2 separate regions of the Anas platyrhynchos genome follow, and region 2 is linked to region 1. Evidence: chromatin contacts called from public Hi-C data. All regions are on one chromosome and are shown on one strand. The core of a region is the stretch at or near the end of the contact, and the rest is flanking DNA. Distances in the headings are between cores, read along the strand shown. Region 1 overlaps POC1B (POC1 centriolar protein B). Region 2 overlaps LOC106018809 (a long non-coding RNA gene).

Region 1 (2,871 bases), core at 165-2,664:
GTTCTCTAATAAGTGTCTGGCTCAGACTTCTCCATTATCTGCCTGTTAGATATTTGAGATGGCAGTAAGATCTCCTGTCCTACCTTCCATGAGGCTGAACAAACCTTGTTTTCAGCCTCTCCTTGCATATCATGTGTTTCAGCACCCACACCATCTTGCTCGCTCTCATCTAGACTTGTTTCAGGATGTCAGTGTCTGTCTTGTATTGAGAAGTCCCAAACTGCATACAACTCCAGATAGTTAAGGTGAAGCTAAGTAATATTGTCATTTATTCTTTACAGCAATCTGCACAGACAAAACTTTAAAAACAAATATTTTAAAATTTGATACTCCTTATTGTTGTGAATTAAAAATATATTTTCTTAATTTATTTATACTTTGAGATTTATCTGTATGAGGAAATACTGGTATTATGTTTTCTTGTCACTCTTTCTCTTCTCCTCAAGGAATATTTAAAGTCCTCAGACATAATTTATTGTTTTATCAAAGCCAACAATTCAAAGTAACTTCCATACTTGAAAATGCCTACTCACACGTTTTTGTTTTCCAAATTTACTTTAATTTTCTTGCACTGAAAACTAAGCCAAGATATACAGAAATAATTTTATTGTAGGGATTTTGCTGGAAAACAATCAAATAATTAAACTTTAAATACTGTATCTTTTCAGCATTTGTTTTAACTTATAAGTTGTAAAGGCAGTTCTTCTTGAACACTGTTTTTGTCTAAGATCCAAACTGATGCAACTTCTTTTGTGAACTTAGTGAAGGGAACATGATGATTGTATCAGTGGAAAAACTTAAGTGTAATCATCGGTACAGAGCTGTTTTCTTTTGAACCAGAATTTCTTAATATCTTTGTAATTATGTCAGTATATTGATATTTTCAGGAAAATAGTTTTGAATTTGATGATTCATTTATTCAGGTCTCCCGTGTGTTACTGAAATGAGTATAAAAACACAGAATATGCTTAACTAACTGGTATTTTTGTAATGCCCTGACTTTTCCAATGGTAGGAGTCTTCATCTGTTGCAGTTGTTAGAAATGAGGTCTGTGCTACCCTTTTAAACTGTGAAAATGTTCACTGAATGGGGGGGGTCAAGATTTTGGGACAGCTGTGTGGGTCTTTTTTTTATTCCTATCTCACCAAAAACCCTGAAAACATTACTTTGGAACTATTTTCCTCTGATCTGTTTTGTCCTCTGATCTTACTTGTAGTTTTGAGGGAGGGAGGTTGGCAAAAAAAAAAGTCTGTAAGTCAATACATCGATAACCTCCAGTCCCTGATAAGCTGTTGGGAACAAGGGAAAGTTGATGATGTCTCAGTAGTTTTTACTGACAGCAGCAGGAAATCACTGTAGAGGCTCTCTAATGTTCCATCCCTTGACCTTGCTCATGTAAACAGGATTTGGAGGAAGCAAAGCAATGTGCTGTAATCTGGAAGTCAGAAAGTCTGCACTGGCTGTGAGATGTTTGCTGTTCTTTCTCTTCCAGTGCTAGTTAACACAAAATAAGACATACTTATTATTCTTTTTCAGTATGGTTTCTACAAAGTTAAGAGTATGGGTTCATTGTTGGAAGAGGAAAGATAATGACTGTTTACGGTAACAGGAAATACTATGTTTTAAAATAGATAGTGACCTAATGAATTCCTTCTCCCCCAAAACCTGTTAAATATTTTAAAGAAAATAAGATCATGTGAATTTTTTATTCCTCGAGGTAAGACATTGTTAATAAATCTGTATTGCATTTGTGTTAAATCTCTTAATGCAAATGTTAGAAGCATCTGTATTCTCATTTACTGTATGCACATAGATTCCTCAGTATGTATTTCAGGGTGTATATATTTTTGACACAATTTTTACTGCCTTTATTTTTAGTACAGCCAAGAAATAAACAACCCCATGTAAGTAGTAAAGTGTGGCAGCGATGACAAATTCAAAACTTGCATCTAGTTCTTCCATCTCTGTGTACGTTAAAACTTACACAACTCTTCTTCTCGTGGGAACTTATTTTGAAAAGATCATCTGGGAATATTGTCTCTTCCTTAACCCAGCTCTAGAATTCTATAGAAGAGCATGACACAAGAATTTTATCTTAAAAGCTAAAAACTGCATATTTTACTTACCATGCAACTTCAAATATATTATGATCTGCATTCTTTCCTGGCTTCAGCTGTACTTGGAAATAAACACCAACCCTCTTTGCTGCGGTTAAGGGAAGGGGAAAAGGAAGAAAGGGGAAAAAAAATAGAACTTTACAGCTATATCACCTCCTCTGGGCCCCGAGTCCAATGTAGAAGGGAACATCCAGTGGAGCAGAATTTTTGTGGCACTTCCCTGTGCCCAGCAGTTGTTAAAGTTTGTCTGAAATCACAAGTTTGCCACAGTTCATGCATCTCGTGTTTCCTTGGGACCTTCAACATTCAGCTTTTCACTTAAACTCAGATTATTGCATGACATTTGTATGCTTGTCTCTACCAAAGGAAAGTTGTGTCACTGCCCTTTTAATAAGAAGACCAGAATCCTTGTCCTGTAAGAAGAGACAAAAGAAAAGCCCTGCTTGTGTTCCTTGACCAAAACTCTAGACTACATCAGAGTTCAGCACTGAGGAGTGATGCCAGCAGTAGAAGGGCTTTGATCAAAATCGACACTGACCTCTCCCATCAGTCTTTCTCCCATCTGCTTTACCTTCCTCTGTTCTAGACAGAGCCTTAGCACCACTTCAAGGTGCAAAATTAATATTCACACCACATAATAGAAAACTAATTTCAAAATAACAAAGGCTACTCCCTGAATAAGTATAGGTTTATCTTTTTACGTTTTTACTTTATATTTTTATATTTCTATTCTTGTGATTTCCAGCAAATGTGG
Region 2 (2,871 bases), core at 197-2,696, 160 kb after region 1:
GAGTCGCTGAGGGAGCTGGGTTTGTTCAGCCTGGAGAAAAGGAGGCTCAGGGGTGACCTTATTGCTCTTTATAAGTACATTAAAGGAGGCTGTAGCAAGGTAGAGGTTGGTCTATTCTCCCACGTGCCTGGTGACAGGATGAGGGGGAATGGGCTAAAGTTGCGCCAGGGGTGTTTTAGGTTGGATATTAGGATGAACTTCTTTACTGAGAGGGTTGTGAGGCATTGGAATGGGCTGCTCAGGGAAGTGGTGGAGTCACCATCCCTGGAGGTCTTTAAAAGACGTTTAGATGTCGAACTCAGTGATATGGTTTAGTGGAGGACTTGTTAGTGTTAGGTCAGAGGTTGGACTCGATGATCTTGAGGTCTCTTCCAACCTAGACAATTCTGTGTGATTTCTGTGTGAAAAGAGACACAAGAAATGTGATTGAGAGCCTGAGAGGAGGTGAGGGAGATGCCAGGCTATGGGAAAAGTACAAATTGATAGAAATAGAAAGGCAGTAAACCTTTTTTTTTTTTTTTTTTAATAATTGCATTGCAACCCAAGGATTTAATTGAATCAAGTTTTTCTCTGAGTTACCATGCCTGGCAGTTAGCAGTAGTAAGCCACAAGCTTGAATCATCACCAGGGGCTGATGAGAAATAGATCAGCTGCCAGTCCTCCTGACCCTTTTCTATCTGACCTTCCATGATTCAATCCATGCCAATCTTTGAGATTTCTACTGACTATTAATGTCAGTTCATACTTGTTGCTGATAATTGAGTGGAGAAAAAAAAAAACAACAAAGGGGCGGGGGGAGTGGGGGGGAGGAGAATGGCTATGTCAATGCTTTTACCAATTTGAGATTCTCATCCTTGGCTTCCACCCTCATTTCCAGCCTCCACAGCCCCCTGACATCATCCTTCCTGCTCTGCCTCTGCACTTCCAGCCAACCTGTCACCATGCACTGCAGACACCATGGTTCAGCCCCAACCTGGGGCTGGAATATTGAATCATAAAGATATTTTACTTATTTATACATATATTGTGAATAAGTGTAATATGTCCCAAAATGCATCCTAACTAGTATATTCATTATGCATATCAACATCACCCCAAATATTTCCATGTTTGTTTATGAATTTACTTGCAAATCATTATGGTAATGCTTTAGTATTTTTACACATATTTTGAACATGCTGTATACTGTGGATGTGAGAGTACTTTGATGCAGGTAGGTAATTGTGTTTCAAGATTACAAGTACCCTCAGGACACTCTAATTGGGTTTGGCCACATGAATTTTTGGAAGGACAGAGATCCTTCTTTTTTAATCTACTTTATTCAACTCTTCTTTATCCCCTCCCCTACAGAAATCAAAACCAAAAAATTTCCTCTCACACTGTACAAGTACAACCAATAGAACTAGATGAGGAAAAAAATTAAAATAAAAAGGTATGTGTTGCATGTGAAGATCTGTGTATACATGCTTGAGAAGGAAAAAAGGATGTCTTTCACAAGCAGACATAGCTGTGTCTCTGACATTTGATAAGAGAGAGTTCTGTTTGTGTGCTGAATTCTAAAGCCATTTAATGATCAAAGAGCAATCCTGATTTTATCTTCCAGGGCTTCCTCAGTGGTGATAAGATTAATTCTTTTAATGTTATGTTAGACTGCTCTAACCATAAATAGATATGTAAAAATGTAAACATACAAGACTTAAGAAGAAACAAGGAGAATTACTTCTGTGGCAGAGCACATTTAAAATGTATTTAAATTTACATATTTTTTTCTTTCCTTCAATTTAAAATCTTTAGGCTCTTCATTTAAAATGTTTATGGAACTATAAAACTACAAAATTAATGTTTGCATGTATTGAAAGGGTAAGAAGTTCTACCAGCCAAGAGTTTATTATAATGTTTTCTTTTCTTCTTTTCATACCTTGCTTCTCTTTCATTACTAGAATGCCATGCTGATTTCAAGATTTTCTTATGTATCTTCTCTACCCTACTGATAATTCTGTTTTCTGGGTGATAGTTGGAAGTGGGCCCTTCCCTGCAGGACCTCAGCTGGCACTTGCAAAGGTGGCTGTCCCCAGCAGACGTCAGTCTGGAATGTGGCAGGGGATCCCCTTCCACAAGTCAAGAGTGACACCGGAAATGCTCATAGCTATTAATACTGGCTGTATTTTTATGACAAAAATTTGGCAAGTGTAATGCTTTAAGGTCCATTCCTATCCAAAGAGTTATTGTGGATGCTGGCATTAGATCAAGTGAGTGAACTGAAAGTAGCCTTATTCTCTCTCTCTCTTTATGTATATATATATATATATATATACACACACATATATATTCAATAAAATAACTAAGACATTTCCGTAACTTACAAACAAATACAAACAAACAAACAATAAAAAAAAACTTGCTCTGAGAGTCCAATGACATATTAAGACATGAAGCTCAACTCTGATAAATTATATTCCCAAGGAAAATTATTTTCTCATAGTGTATGGTGAGAAGTAGCAAACCTGTATTCTGTGTCTCACTAGGAAAAGTTAAAATCAGTACCCTGTGTAACCTTCCTGCAGGGTTGCATGGTTGGATTATTTAAAAAGTCACTTTAAGTGTATTTTTTTGGAAATAAATTTTACATGTATAAGAATATGTCTGCATAAGTGATGAAGAATTTACAAATGCATTGGTACGTACAGTGTAAGATCTGAAAATCTGGAAATTGGTATGCTAGTCTGCTTTTCAGCAGAGCTATTTCAGCAGCTGCATGAAGTGCCTGTTCTAGAAAGCACAGCAGTTAACTTACATTCTAATGATTCTTGCATTCCTGCCATTTTTTGTCCCCACAGTAGCACATCAAAGAAGCTGGTGGCACTTTGGATG

Evidence for each region. A called contact is a pair of places that touch in the nucleus more often than the background predicts.
Region 2: a Hi-C map of small yellow follicle shows a contact between it and region 1, with 3 times the contacts expected there. The contact joins two enhancer-like sites. A contact is called at or near these places in 4 of 8 Hi-C or Micro-C datasets (F5 follicle, liver, small yellow follicle and 1 more).

Annotation. Positions count from the first base shown.
Region 1 is chr1:49,139,992-49,142,862 of IASCAAS_PekinDuck_T2T, forward strand. The region is part of intron 10 of POC1B (POC1 centriolar protein B); the gene reads left to right. Among named protein-coding and RNA genes, the nearest start is that of GALNT4, 27 kb to the left of the region's middle. Within about 2 kb of position 1,415, at least 4 of the 8 cell types and tissues checked have an H3K27ac peak or open chromatin away from gene starts, as enhancers often do. A contact at or near this core is called in small yellow follicle, where this site is marked.
Region 2 is chr1:49,298,480-49,301,350 of IASCAAS_PekinDuck_T2T, forward strand. The region is part of intron 1 of LOC106018809 (a long non-coding RNA gene); the gene reads left to right. Among named protein-coding and RNA genes, the nearest start is that of DUSP6, 100 kb to the left of the region's middle. Within about 2 kb of position 1,447, at least 2 of the 8 cell types and tissues checked have an H3K27ac peak or open chromatin away from gene starts, as enhancers often do. A contact at or near this core is called in small yellow follicle, where this site is marked.